Regions from separate parts of the Sus scrofa genome. Here all the other regions are linked to region 1. A link is a contact called in public Hi-C and HiChIP or PLAC-seq data. All regions are on one chromosome and are shown on one strand. Each heading gives the region's core, a stretch centred on a gene start, on an enhancer-like site or on the middle of the called end of the contact. The rest is flanking DNA. Distances are from core to core; before and after follow the strand shown.

Region 1 (4,929 bases), core at 1,019-3,518:
AAAACACTTGGGAGTAAGATTACAATGAGTATCTTACCAAGCAGTTTCAAACATTTTAACAGAGGCTCAACATCTCTTCCTGAACTTAGTATTTTTTCTCTTACGGTAAGGAATTATATAAATTCACTACTTATTCTCTAAGTATACATTTACGTTTTTTAATTCTTAAGATAAAATAAGATACTTTCCTCTTACCTTTCCCCGAATGGTCCATGAAATTTCCCCAGCTCAATTTCCTCCATTTGCCACAGCTTTCCATGGTCACAGGTGAAGGGTATAGAGAACCCTCCTCCCCATTCTGAGTCCTCTTAACATTCTGATCCTTCCCCTTTATCTTCCCCAGAGACATTTAAAGTAAAACAAAATCAAGTTTATAAGCAATTTTAGTAGAAGTGTGTCAAAGAATCCCAGAGATCAAACTGCACACAGCACCAGTAGAGTGGGGAGTTTTTTGTTTTTTAACTGAATTACTGATTTCAAGTTTCCTGGGTTAACACTTTTTTTTTTTTTTTAGCCAGCTGTTTGCTTTTGTCTTTCCTCTAGCTTATTATCAGTTTATCCTACTTTTTTCTGAAAAAAACTTTCCAGATCTTATATTTTAAGACCTATCAAAGTGCCCTTATTTATTCCCAACATATATGGAGCTCCTTCCTGTCCTGCCACAAACTGACCTGGCTTAAAAGATGTCACTTAACACGTGAATATCATACAGTTTCATTGCAATTAGCAACTTACAAGGTGATTTAAATACATATGCATACATGAATTTAGAGATACATACTGTAAATACTGTTACTAATTTACGGATAAGAAAGTAAGGCTGGTAAATGATCTGACATTTAATAACGTCGGTACCTGAATTTGAATCCAGTTCTTCTGATTCCAAGACCAAGTTAAACCATATTTAATGAAAGCAGTCTGCATTTTAAAAAATTCAACTTCCCTGGCTCTAGACAGGATTATTACATCCAATACACATGCTTTGCAGGCAAGTTCTAAATTTCATCACCGTCCTAAATGTCTCTCTTGCAAGCATCAATGATTCTACCATCAAAATTCTGTGAGTCAGTGAAAAACTTGTGTTCACCCTAACGTTCACACTTTGTTCACCCTGTGTTCACTCTTTGTAGCTTTTTTTCAAAAAACCGTCTTTAGTAGTCTTCTCTTTAACCATCAACTTTTTAGGCTGAAGAGTTGCTTACCTCGGTTCTTAAATCAACACTGCTTCATGCTTTCAAATACCTGAAACGTCGCCCTATTCGCCAATTCCATTCATTTCTTCTATTTGTACATCATACCTATGGTCAATCCTGAATGGTTCCCAATCCCACTAAACATTCGGAATGAAATACGATAAATATCTTCTGACATCACTAAAAAGGGGGAGGGGGAATCAAAGGGCTAATCCCCAATGCATGTGTCTCTAGATTTACTGCAATAATGCAGAGCAATTACAAAAATGACGTGACTTGAAACCAACTTTCACCTGACTTAACTCTGACTAGCTTTTCCGCCCACCGCTTGTAATCCTCTCACCCCAGTCTTATCTGATTTGTTATCAAAGCCCAACAAAGAGCGCTAAGATTTTAAAAGTAGTATGTATAGAAACAAGCCTCTAAAACACTGAAAACTAGTAATACCATAAATTTATCAAGGCGCTGGAGAAGACAAAAAACTGTTAAACGATAAACTCTATAAGCACTTGACGGCGACTTAATTTTATAAACTTCTCTTAACCCCTCCAGTGCCTGGCAAAGTTAAACTGACTTGGAGACGCTGATATAGCAAGATCTGCTACAGCTAAGAACCTGTGGGAAAAAGAGACCAGTTTGGGGTGTAACTTTGCGAAGTACTGTTTGAACGACTTTGCACTGTTTAATTTAAACGGAACAGCCTGCCGCCGTGTTCGAGCTTAAGGGGGCCCAGGGAAAACCAGCCAAGGACAGGCGTCTCTCCCAGAGACAAACAGGGACACCTCTGAGGAACCCCGAAGGTCTGGGGCGGAAAAAAGGGAGCAGTCACTTGCCTCCCATTCCTGCAAGAAACGCTGGGCCTCTTCAGAACCAACGGTCTTATGTCTCCTAAATTCGTCCTTCACATACTGGTCGCCAAGGGCTTTGAGGTCTGGGGGCAGAGACCGGTGCAGCAGCAAAATACGCCGATACAGAGCCCGAACTCGTGAAACGTGCCGCGCCGGCATAATCCCGCGCGTGGACCACAGACCGCGCCTGCGCAGATTGATGATGTGTGCCCGCCCACTTTACCAGCCGGGTATATTTGCAAATCGTGACGTAGGCGGAAGAAGGCGCGCGACCTTCATCCGATTTGGTCCTTTCTAATATTAGGACCTTCCGGAAACCGGAACTTCAGCTGCTGGGGGGAAATGGGCCGGCCCTTCTCTGGAAGAGGCGTGGCTTTCGTGGAGCGCCTGAGCTGCGATTGCTCAGGTGCTGAGTCAGGGCAGAGAGGCTGCCCACCCGCGGTCAGGCGTCTGCCGCTTGTTGTCTTTCACTCACGCCCCGTCATCTTTTCTATTCATCTTACACCATTCCCTCCTCATAAAGGCCTCAGGAAGCCTTCCATGGTTAGCTTAACCCACTTAAGATATCTTACGTTGTCCCTGCGTTCTTCGAAAGGGACAGAAATGGGAGTCATCTCTTTGTCCACGAGCCCACCACCCACGTACCTTGCTCGGTGTTGTGGTCCTAATTTGTACCCTGAAGCCCTGGTAACTCAAGTGAGACTTGAGGCAGCAGGTCAAGTTGTCTCAGGTCAAGATGGCTGTAGAAGAATCATTAGCATTTTAAATGTATTGTTTCTAAGGCTACCATCCTGGAAATTCTGATTAAGTATTTTGAGATGCAAATGTAGAATCAGGGCATTCACAAATCTCTACCTTTTACAAAGGCACTACTGAGAGTGTGACCAGTCAAAGTGGCAGCAGTTTGGCCTCATTCCCTCTCCCATCACACCTTTGGTCCTTCAGCAAACCCTGATGGCTCCACCAACACAGTGTATGTAGAATTCGACCATTTTTCACTACTCCCTCCACCATGAGTCTCTCCTTACCAGATACTGTAGTCGCTTTTGTCTTCTGCTCTGCCCTAATCAACTCTGATCATTTACCTAAACTGTAAATCAAATCATGTCACTCCTGCCTAGGATTTTCAACAGCCTCTGCTGCTGATGGTGTCCAGCTGCCTTGCTCGTTCCTGTAACTCTGATCACATCTTTTTACATAGCTTTTTATTACTATATTTCTAGCTTTAAAAAAAATCATGTCAATCTTCTGACCAATAAAATCCTTCAGTGGCTTCTCATCAGAGTAGAATCCAAAGTCTCTCCACTTCTTGGCTCTCTAAATTTTCTCCTACTGCTCTCTCCCGAGTTGGTCAACTTCAGCGCACTGGTCTTCAAGCCCCTAATTCATCTTTGAACAGGGCAGTTACACTCCTAAGGGCCTTGGTATTTGCTCTTACGACTGTTTGGAATGTTCTGCCTCATCGATCTTGGCTAACACCTTTATTTCACTCATCACTTTAGGTCTCCTTCTGATGAGACCCTTCTTGACAATGGTATTTGAAATTAGAGTATCATGCTCAGAACTTCCCAAGCTTTATTTTTCTCTATAACATGTACATATTTTACTTATTTGCTTATTGTCTGTCCCCCCAGCCCCCACTAGATTACAAATTCCATGAGGGCCAGAATTTTGTGATTTTAAGGGTGTCAAGTGATGAATGGGCAAGAGTGTGGGAAAATTTATATATGACTCCCTCCCAGGACCCAGATTTTTGTTTGTACAAAGACTGTTTGAAAGACAAAAAGACACACACCCCTCTGGAAGGGCAGGGACTTACTCATTTTAGTATCCTTTTCAGGGCCCACCACAGTGCCTTACAAATAGTAAATATTCTAATATTTACTACCTCGAATGGGCTTTTTCCTTTTCCAAAAATTTTGGAAAAATATTTGTTTAAAGGAATACAGAACATTTTTAAAAAATGGATTTAAGTTGGTATCTTGACAAACCACATTAATGGCAAGGATTGAATGACAGCATGGTTATTTTACTTCAGGAAATTTGTTCTAACCATAGTTCATCTCTTAATATCCCTGTAAATTGAAAATTAATTTCTTGTTCCAGTTTACTTTTTTTTCTGGTTTCCTTTGGGGTTAAAATACATCTATAGTAAATACTTCTTTGAGAGCCAAAGCTCTTATGAAAATGTGGAAAAAAATTCTGCCAATAAATTAATCAAAAATAACAATAAAAGAATTAATTCAGCCTAAAGGGAGCAGAAAAGGTCCACAACGCTTTGGGCAGTCAGTGCTCAAAAATGGCAAATGATGAGTAAGAGAGAAGCCAAGACATAATGTTGTGGTTGGGCCTTGAGAGGAATAAAGAATAACAGAATAATGGTAAATGACCTTTTTTTTTTTTTTTATGGTGGGCTGGACAGTGAGTTATGTTTTTAGGACAAAATTTTCTCTGTTTCCTTGACCTTCCAATTTAGGCTGACCAGTGTTCCTCTTGTGGTCAAAATAGCCATGAACTGAAAATAAGATCTGGGTTCTATTCTTGGCTACTAATCCAGATCAGTACACTTCATGCAGGCCTTTCCTTTATCCTCCACGAATTTGGTTTTCCTCTGTGTTACACAGCAAGTCACTCAGCCACTCTGTGCCTGGATTTTTCTCATGTATCAAATAAACTGGGTTAGGTCATGAGACCCTTTCAATTCTGCTAATCTAAACATGATTTCTCCCTACTTGCCTCCAAAATGTTTTGTAAAAGTAGAAGCAGATATGTACCTACTCTGAAGTTATTGCGTTGAGAAGATTTTTAAGAAGAAAGGAAACTCTTCAAAACTTTATTAGGAACACATCACCTAAGCCTCTGAGGGCACAGAAAATACAACCACCACA
Region 2 (4,929 bases), core at 1,752-4,251, 810 kb before region 1:
CCCTAGGAAACTAATACAGTGAGCAAGAATGCAAATGACTATACCAAGCTGTAGGTAATTTCAAATCTGCCTCTTGTTCAACTTGCACCAGTTTAAATGTTTTAATATATAGCTTTTATTGTGAACAAGTCAGGTTTCCTGTTTCAAAATCTCTCCTATTTAACAGTGTCTCTCTTTGCCCTCAACGTGTCCCGTCAATGTGCAAGGCAGCTACACTTCAGATTCCAGGTAATTTACTCAGATTTTCTTTCTTTCTTTCTTTTTTTAAAACAGCTGCTAGCATACGCCATGGCCAGAGCAACACCACCAGATCCGAGCTGTATCTGCCACCTAGACCACAGTTCACAACAACGCTGGATCCCCAACCCCCCGATCGAGGCCAGGGATTGAACCCACAACTTCATGGCCCCTAGTCAGCTTTAGTTTCCACTGCGCCACAATGGGAACTCCCAGATTTTCTTTTTGGTTTCTCCTACCTTCCTATGGGCTTCCCTCTTTCACAGATAACAGCTTCCTTATATTTTTTTCCCTCAAGAGACACTTCTTAAGTTCACACATTATAAATCTTGGCATGTATTTTCCCTTAGGACATTTGAATGAGCTGTAAAGTGACAATTTAAGTACGCATTAGATACACATTTAGATTTTAAGATAAAATGCTAACTTCTCTTTTATGGAACAGTTCTCCATTTTTATTCCCCTCTTCTTTTCAAAGAATGACCTTAATCCACTTTAGTTTGGGTAAAAGAATTTTGTCATATTCTTTTTACCTTGTTATAGGTTGTACACTAGTCTCTTTACTAGAATCTCAACAGATCTTCTAAAAGTAACATAGGTGTACTGGGAAGCTTAATGTTTTAAGTGAATCTGAATTGAATTTCAGCATCAACTTGTCCATTTTCCATTTAATGTTTACAGGTGCTCTGTTACAAGATTCCACTCAATGATTTCTCCTCACAAAGACTCTACTTTAAATTACCACAGTTTATAAAGTGTATAAGTACTATAATGCAATTTTTATCTTGGCACAAATCAAACAGTATACATCTAAATGCCACGCATTTCTATTTCCATCATTAAGTGATCATTAACTGATGTAGTCCTAAATAAGTTTATGATAAAATTCTAATAATTTTGGGATACTGAATTTACTCAAAATTGGAGACTAGTATAATCTATATCCCCCCCAAAATACTTAAAAATACCTATATTTAAATGGGTAGTAATCACAAAACATTTTTAAAATGCTGAATCCTAAGTAAAAAGATACAGAAAAACACAAATTCCAGGCAAACTTAACAGACATTTAACAGTTCTCCACTAGTACAAAAAAACCATATTATTTTCCTGTGAAGAATTTTAAATGAGTCATACTTTCCTCACTAAATCACTGTTTTACTTAACATATGACAAAAAGAGTTAACTGTTTGGTAACTTGAAACTTTACATTCAATTAAACTGTGCATCAATACACACTAAGGCTGATAGAAAACAAAATAATTACTATACATAATACTTCGAACACACAGCATCATGTGCATAAGGCTCATTTGATAATTATCTGATAACATTGTGGAAAGTTGCAAAAAGTTAGACGTCCTAAAAACTCAGATTCCCACTGTCTAAAGTAATATCAGGATTAAGTAACTTGAAATCCTGCACAACACTTTTTCCTGGCACAGAGGTAGAGCTATCTATGTTAAACGCCCAACTTTTAGTAAATGAAGATATTTCTGTCACAACGGCCTAATTACTCACTCTGATGCACTAAAGTTCTAACTTTATAACTAACTTTTAAAAGCACGATGAAATCAATTCACGGTTAGGATTCTAGGTTTCACTCCGAAAGGCTTTAAAAATAACCACAAAGAATTAAGAGAACTAGATTATAAACCTAGTCAACTTCTCCAAAGCGTAAGCTGTTTTGTCATTTAAAAAAATAAAGGGAGAAGGTAAGAGCTGGGGAAGAATAACCACTCCTAAATTTCGCTCTTTTTTGAATATACAATTTATTTTAATTTAGAGTTATAAGGTCCTTTTGTCAGCACCTACTAATCTCAGCACACCTTGTAGGAGAATGGAGAGTGGAAGGAAAAAACTCCTTTGCTCGTCCGTCCTCCACGCATCAAGTACCTAAACACACACCTGCCTGGTTCATTCCGCCAGAGGCAGGGAAATTTAAAAGACCCAGTCAGCCACAGACAAACCTGATGATCCAAGAGAGCCCCGAGGAAGTCCCCCGGCACCTGCGGAAGGCGCCGGCTCGCTGGGCGCTGGGGCGGTGAGGCTGCCCGGCGGCTTTCACGGAAGGTGCCCACACCTGAGTGCCCGCCGGTCCGCGGGGGCGGGGCGGGACCCGCGGGGCAGGACCGCTAAATGGTCCAGCCGCGCGATCCTCCAGCGCAGTCGGCGCCTCACCGTCGCCACCCGACGGCAGGCAGCGCGCGAGGAAACGAGGCGAGCGAGAGGGCAAAAAGGAAGAATCCACGACCCAGAGGAGGCTACTTGTCAACAAAATAGCGGCCCGGAGGGCAGGCGGCCCCAATGGCAGTTCGCAGAGGCGCGGGGAGCAGGAAGTGCCCCGTGCCTCCCTCCGGAGCCCGCACTTGCCCAGCCCCGGCGGCGACTCCGAGACACCTGTTTGGTGGCGCTGGGGGCTGGGTTCACCCTCCACGCTCCCCCCACACGCACACTCCGAGAGGGGGAGGGCGAGGGGAACAGAGACCTTGGACCCGCAGCCTAAGGGCGCCTCCGCCAGCCGTACCTGACATCAGCCTCCTCTCCCTCTCGCCCCTCCTGGGGGGCAGAGAGGGGGACGCCACGAGACCGGCGACCTTCGCTCTTCTCGGCAGCCGCAGAAGTGGCTCGTGGCTGCTAGCTGGGGCCGCCCGCTGCCGCCCAGATTATTCCCCGGCGGCGGCGGCGGCAGCGGCGGCGGCCGAGGCGGGCCCAGCGCTCGCTCCCGCCCGCTCGCTCCGCCCCTCCCCGCAGCGCGTCCAGGCCGCGGCCCGCCGACGGCGCAGCCGCCACCCAGGGGTCTCCGAGCTCTGACGTCGCCGCTGCCGCACCAGCCCCAGGGAAGGGCGGAGCGAGGGGGCAGGGAGAGGCGGGGCTACGGCGACGTGCTGGCGTGGGGATAGGCCACCGAGCGCACGCCCCGCCCTGTGCGAAGGGGTCTGGGAAGTCGGGTTTTCTGCGAGCAATAGTCGCAGCCCTCTATCCGCTCCTTACGGGTGGCCTCAGCCTTCCTCGTTCTGCTATAGGGTCTTGCAGTGGCTTCCGGACCTTTGAAAGAATTAAAGCAGCAGGAACTGAGGCTGCGGATACCTGAGGGACCTTTGTCTGAGGGGCAGGCTCTTACCCTGCAGGAGTCTTAGGGCCTCTAGCCTGCTCTTAACCCTTTCTTTTTACTGCTTTTATCCCTTCTCCCGACTGTCCTTAGTCTGTATCTCTGGCCTTATTAAAAGGAAGTACAACAAGATGAGGTATACAAACGGGTGTTGGATAACCAGGTATGTGAACTAGGAAGGGCTGAAAACCAACTTAGTGATACTACGAAGCCTGCATACATACACACGTGGTCTTTAGTTCCGTCATTACTTCAGTGCTATCAGGCAGTGGCTGGAATTCTTGGGAGCTTTACCAGCAACCCCCGCTCCCCACCCCCCGTCACTTTTTAGTTTGTAAAGGGATTTTGTATCGGAAAACTGTTTTGGGTTTAGAGGGAGGAGCCCTGGAGCGATTGAGGCTGCCCCACAGCAATCAGCAGGTGGGGGTAATGTCTGGGTTTAATTGGTGTTAATCATCATCTACAAGGCCTGGCTTGAGGGTGAGAAAGCAAACTTGCTTCCTTTAATGCCCTTCTCAGTAGTTCTTTACTGCCTAGGGGCTGTGGCCTCAATCTTGAACCCTCCACCTATTAGCTCGGTAAACTTGGCAAGTTACTTAATGTGCTTGGGAGAAATAATAACAACATTTAGTAAGGTATGGTTGTTTTCCCCTCCTTTAATTTGTTCAGATTCAGCTTTAGTGCAGTTTACCGGGATGTGCCACTATAAGATCCCAAAGAATCTTCCAAAAGAATTTTAAAACATCTAGTGATTCTTACCCATACCTCTCATTTTTCAGATGAGAAAGCTGAGGTCAGAAAAATAAACTGAAAAGCCTGATCTAGAAGAGAAGTGCAAGTATCTGACGTCCAGGTTAGTGCTGTTTCTCTGGCTCATGCCTCCAGACTTCTCTCTTATATCCTTACCTCCACCCTCTTTTCTCTTCCTCAACTTGTAATTATCGCCCAGCCTCCCATATTCCCTTCTACAGCCACTATGTAGCAGGAAAAGAGACCCTTCAGAGGTCAGAGTGTTCCAAATGGAAAGCAAAACAAGACAAAATGCCCCAAGGGTCTTATTTCAATTTTAGTGAAATTTATAATGAATACAGAAAATATTTGCAGATAAGCAAAAATAAGAAACTCTTCCAAGGATAAGTTCAGCTATAGCACATCTAAGAAAATTACTGGTAGAAGTCCCCACTGTGGTGCAGTGCATTAAGGATCCACTGTGTTTAGCCACAGCTATGGCATGAGTTGAAACTTGTGTCTTGGATTCAGTCCCTGGGCTGGGAACATCCCTTTGCTACAGGTGCAGTGGAAAAAGAAAATTACTGGCAAGAAGCTATGTTGATACAAATAATACCAGGTCAAATCAGCTCCTTCTACCCTTTTGGATATTTTTGAAAATGGCCATTATTTCCATGAGAACAATGCATACTTATTTAAGCAAATACAAAAAAAAAAAAAACTTTCCAAATCCCACAATCCAGAGGTAACCATTTTTTTAAAAAGTTCATGTTATACTCTTTCAGATATCTCTTAAAAATAAAAAACACCAAGACATATAAATATGATATATGATAAACTGGATTTTATAA
Region 3 (4,929 bases), core at 974-3,473, 570 kb before region 1:
AACTCCCCTCACACCTTTTAATAAGATCAAAGTGATGCTAGCTGTGGAGGTGACAATTTCCTACTTGAACCCATCACACTATGGACAGAAGATTTATGCCTAGTGTGAGAGATGTCTGAGGCTTTCTTTTTCAGACCTGAAAGAATAACCAGAGAAAACCAAAAGCAGACAGGAGCTGAACTTTCCAAGCAATCTTCCTCTGTGCTCCTTCTTGGGCTCAAAGGCGACCCACACCTCTCTGCTTAGTGACATAACTGAGCAGAGGAGCGAGGATGGCTTAGATGGAGTCACAAATGGAATGGAGACTGTGAAAATGTATGTGACCCAAGAGAAGCTGGGACTTGCTTACTTTTGAGAGAACAGTACCACTCCAGCATAACAGAGGCACTGGAAAGCGAGACCTGGAGGTGGTGGGGAGAAAGGAGGAGCATGAGGGTGTGAACACAGGGAGTTTTCATTGGCTTAGGAGGTGTCCCCATGGTCACATCTGGAAGGATTGGGCAGTGATGTCAGTGCCTTCCTAAGGGGTAAGAGATGAAAGAGGCAGAGAGGACATGTATATGTGTGTTATTGGTCGGGGTGGGGGAGGATTCATTTGCCCATCCCCCTCTCCTCTATCAGGACTGTTTAGGTTTTAGGACTGGAAATCCTTAGGCAAGATGCCCATCAGAAGAGGGAATAGTTGTGCAATCTTTTTTCCCTCCTTTCTCAGGAACAGGTATTGGAGGCCCATTCTAGCTAAGAAAGACAGCTATACAACCTTGGCCTAGACATGAGAAGTCTAATGGGTTTCTGGGTCTGAAATGCAGAGTTGACCAACATTCCTCTCTGCCTCCATGGCTCCCAAAGTGGCATATGTTGTCCAAGGTAGGATGCAAGGTCACCTATCAGGGTACAAGAAAATAGAATCTCTATTTAAAATTTTTCCCTTTAAAATTTCTATTTCTGTATACCACCTAAAAGTGTAAAGCATATCAGTATATTAATAATTATATCCATATAGCATGCTCAGATTTATTTTTACTGGTGGTGTGGCCATTCAGAAATTGGAAGGCCATAGTCCTAGTAGATAAAGTTCAAACTCCTACAAGAAGTCTTGGTATGACTAGGCTGCACACATGTTTTCATGCTTAAACAATCGTAAACTGTCTATAGTTCCAGCACACATCAAGAAGTGGGGAAAGCAGAAGATAGGACAGTGGGAAAAGCCAAGCAAAGATGAAGTTCTGCTAATGCCCATTCTTAGCTTATACCATGGGGAGAGTGAAAGGCATCACAAAGTTATCCTACTTTTAGGCAGGGGGCCAGGTTTTTGCCTGCCTGTATCAGTCAGCCCTTGGCCATGGATGCCCTCGAAGAAAGGCAAAACCTTTCAGGAGGAAGGCACTTCAGGAGAGGGAACACCTATCAGTTGAGGGCAATTCTCCAGAGAAGGCTGCAGCTGTGAGTTGTTAGTGGCTGGCTTCCACAGCAGCTGGGGAATTTGGGGAGCCAACCTGGTTAAGGTGATGGAGTGAATGAAGCCCCGTTACATTTTGGCACATTGATATCTACACATCTGTAATGACCTTTACAAAAAAGATAATCATATGAGAAAATTGCCATTTTACCCTCCATCAACACACTAACTGTAAACTTGGTTACTTGTAGCCTGGTGGGGTTTTTTTCTTTTTGTATTTTGGTTAGCTAGTCTTTCTAAAGCCTGACTTTTCCCCTAAATGCATTATTCTCTAAGTCTTCCTTCATACCTGGATAATTTCTTTTCACAGTTAAACTAATCTCAGATGCCAATTTCTCTGGAAAGCCTCCCCTGATCCTCCTAAAGCTGAGGAGCTCTCCTACTTAGTTCGTGTAAAACTTCTTATGTCCCTATATCACTATGCTAGGGTGGTGATGTAGGATTATCTCACCTTGTGTCTGAATCGGTCAGAGCTTGGGCAGGAAAACAGAAGCCACTCCATGTTTTCTGGGCCTACAGGGTTTGCGCCAGGAATTAGGGACTTACTTGAGTATAGGAAGAGCTGAGGGTGTAATGAAATCAGGAAATCCACCGCGGAGAAACTGGAGGCTGACACTGAAGATCTGGCCCAAAGTAATAGTGTAGATGGTTCCTGGAAGCTCCACCTGGAAGCTGCTTCGACTTAAGAATCTCAGAGAAACTCTCGTGCTGCCTTAGGGCACAATGGTGACACCAGTGGTCCTTAGAGCTCCCCAGGGAGCTGCTTTGAATCTTTCATCTGCACAGGAGTCTGGCTGCAGCTGCCTATAGAGAACACAGTTTCTCTTCCTCTTCCTGCTTCCCATCTCTGGCAACTTCCTCTTACAAGCAGCTCCACCTCCCCAGGGAAGAGGATTCTAAGAGGAGAGCTTAAAGGGGATGGTGGTGATGCCGAGTTGACAACTGATCATCCAGCTTTGTATCCCATGATATATTGCGTTTCTCTCCAGGCAAATGTATCTTACACCCCTGTATTTTCTTACTGCCTAGTGCAGTTCCTGGAAATTAGGGTACCCAATAAATTTTCATTAAATGATTTAATAAATGAATTCAGAGATGATAATAGCTCCCTGAAACCAGATGATTTTGTCTAAGTTATAAACGATGCTATGAGATATCAATGGTCAAATTCCAGAAGAGCTTTGTATTTGGTAGTGATAATTAGCAATTCAGGTTGACATTTTTCCCAGGCTGACCAGAAATGCCATTTTCCTGAAATCTAAAATCCTAGGCAGGAAGAAGTCTTTGCAATTCAGTGCACCGGAGCTGGTAGGGGGTGTTAGTTCAGAGAGACTTTCTCCACCACATTACCCCTCTGATTTTCTCCAGCTCTTCCTTGCCTGGGATCCAAGTGTGTGTTTAGTAAAATGCCACTAGGTGGCACTCTTGCTTCTTTGTCATAGTAGATCATTGCCTTTCTAGACACAGTGTAATGGAGAAAGAAATATTACAACTTTTTAAAAGCAACGAAACTGTCCCTCAAATTATAACTAAAAAATTGATGTTAGTTGACATAAAATACATACATATTCAAACAAAAACAAAAGCAAACATAAAAATCAAAGAGACTAACATCCTCAATCTATAATGTTTTCATTGTTTCAGAATTATAATACAACTGGCACTAGAATCTTGTTCTTCTAAATGTTCCCAGGGGCTCTTCTCCCCAGTTACCTTGTCCCTGCTTCTCATGCAAAATGGGATGATTCAGAAACTTACCATGTTACTTCCACAGTGGGGGGGGGGAGGGACTTTTTTTTTAAAAAAAAACAGCAGGTGAGTATGCATTTAAATTAGTTCAAATTATGGCTGAGAAACAGCTGATCATGATAATAGAGGCAAAATTGCTACAGTATGTATGAAAATCTTTCCCTTTAAGATCTGAAAATTTCTTCCTAAAGCCTTTCCCTATGATTTTTATATCTTTTTCAAGTATTAAAAAATGCATATTCATTGAATAAAACCAGAAAAAAGGTAAGCAAAGAGATAAAAGAAAAAATATCTCGGCCCCAATAACCAATAAACATTTTAGTGAATGTTTTTGTAGTTCTTAATTGATAATTCATTTATAAATGTTAAAGTTCCCAGGCTAGGGATCAAATCAGAGTCACATCTGCCAGCTGACACCACAGCCACAGCAGTGTGGGATCCGAGTCACTTCTGTGACCTACACCACAGTTCACAGCAACGCCAGATCCTTAACCCCATGAGAAAGTCCAGGGATGGAACTCATGGATAGTACTTGGGTTCATTTCCACTGAGCCATGATGGGAGCTCCTAAATGCATCAACTCTTAGTGAGAACCTTATCAAAAGTTTCTTTATTGGGAAAGAGGATAGCATTATTGCCCTAGGAATCGTTTTGAAATATATTGGAGCATTTTTTATTGTCACATGACTGGGAGATTCTATTTACACTTAGTGGAGGGGGTCCAGGCATGCCAAACATAAGTCAGTGCACAGAATAATGAGGAATTATTCCTCCTGAACGCCAATAGTAGCTGTCATTGAGAAACACAGAGTCAATCCAACTACTTTAAAAAATGCTATTTAAAATGCTTAGTAGGAGTTCCCGTCGTGGCGCAGTGGTTAACGAATCCGACTAGGAACCACGAGGTTGCGGGTTCGCTCCCTGGCCTTGCTCAGTGGGTTAAAGATCCGGCATTGCCGTGAGCTGTGGCGTAGGTTGCAGACGCGGTTCGGATCCTGAGTTGCTGTGGTTCTGGCATAGGCTGGTGGCTACAGCTCCGATTCAACCCCTAGCCTGGGAACCTCCATATGCCGCGGGAGCGGCCCAAGAAATAGCAACAACAACAACAACAAAAGACAAAAAGACAAAAAAAAAATAAATAAATAAAATAAAAAAATAAAATGCTTAGTAAAAAATGCTTGACAACATTATACCAAAACATGTTTTCAGTTAATATACGGTAGTATTTTCTCCACACTGTATTTTCATATGCTAACTTAATGAACTGGAACACAATTCCCTGCTCTAAAAATAGGTAACATAGGCTTGAACTGAATACAGATACCAGACAGATATACAGCATATGACTGGTCATCATTTTGGCTTATCAAGGAAGTTGCATTACTGATTTGCTCAGAAAAGAGTAGCAGAAGAAGCTGAAGTATATGAACTGTATTTGTCAACCAAGAGTAGTGATGCTCCGGAAGAATTCTATTAGAGGACATATCTACATCCGCATTTTTGCCTTCCATTCTATATTCACCAGTAAAGACTGTGATTCAGAGTTGCCAATGCAACTGAATTGCTCAATATTAGTCTTCTGTGTGTTCTGGGTGTTCCAGTGTAAATGTGGAGGGCAGGAAATAACCAAGTCTGTTTTTATCTGTGAGTGTATTGTCCCTTGGAAATATAATTATTTTGTTCATTTGAAATTGCCTTTGATCAAACAGGTTGGTGTAAAA

Evidence for each region. A called contact is a pair of places that touch in the nucleus more often than the background predicts. HiChIP or PLAC-seq counts read pairs in DNA pulled down with a chosen protein or histone mark.
Region 2: a Hi-C map of skeletal muscle shows a contact between it and region 1, with 4 times the contacts expected there. The contact joins the promoter of C1GALT1 here to the promoter of SDHAF3 in region 1. A contact is called at or near these places in 1 of 5 promoter capture datasets (fetal liver) and 1 of 47 Hi-C or Micro-C datasets (skeletal muscle).
Region 3: a contact with region 1 is called in an H3K27ac HiChIP or PLAC-seq map of alveolar macrophages. The contact joins the enhancer-like site here to the promoter of SDHAF3 in region 1. A contact is called at or near these places in 2 of 5 promoter capture datasets (fetal liver and liver), 6 of 47 Hi-C or Micro-C datasets (embryonic fibroblasts, fetal heart ventricle, liver and 3 more) and 1 of 2 datasets of contacts at active chromatin or transcription factors (alveolar macrophages).

The regions. Positions count from the first base shown.
Region 1 is chr9:76,696,851-76,701,779 of Sscrofa11.1, reverse strand. It overlaps SDHAF3 (succinate dehydrogenase assembly factor 3, mitochondrial), which reads right to left and starts at 2,268. Exons shown (of 2, transcript XM_021063386.1): 1 at 2,027-2,268. The coding sequence starts at 2,200.
Region 2 is chr9:77,507,414-77,512,342 of Sscrofa11.1, reverse strand. It overlaps C1GALT1 (glycoprotein-N-acetylgalactosamine 3-beta-galactosyltransferase 1), which reads right to left and starts at 3,001. Exons shown (of 5, transcript XM_021063389.1): 1 at 2,765-3,001. It overlaps LOC102161092 (a long non-coding RNA gene), which reads left to right and starts at 3,099. Exons shown (of 6, transcript XR_002335827.1): 1 at 3,099-3,512; 2 at 4,129-4,202.
Region 3 is chr9:77,267,360-77,272,288 of Sscrofa11.1, reverse strand. No RefSeq gene overlaps it. Among named protein-coding and RNA genes, the nearest start is that of ASNS, 66 kb to the left of the region's middle. Within about 2 kb of position 2,223, at least 4 of the 83 cell types and tissues checked have an H3K27ac peak or open chromatin away from gene starts, as enhancers often do. A contact at or near this core is called in alveolar macrophages and retroperitoneal adipose tissue, where this site is marked.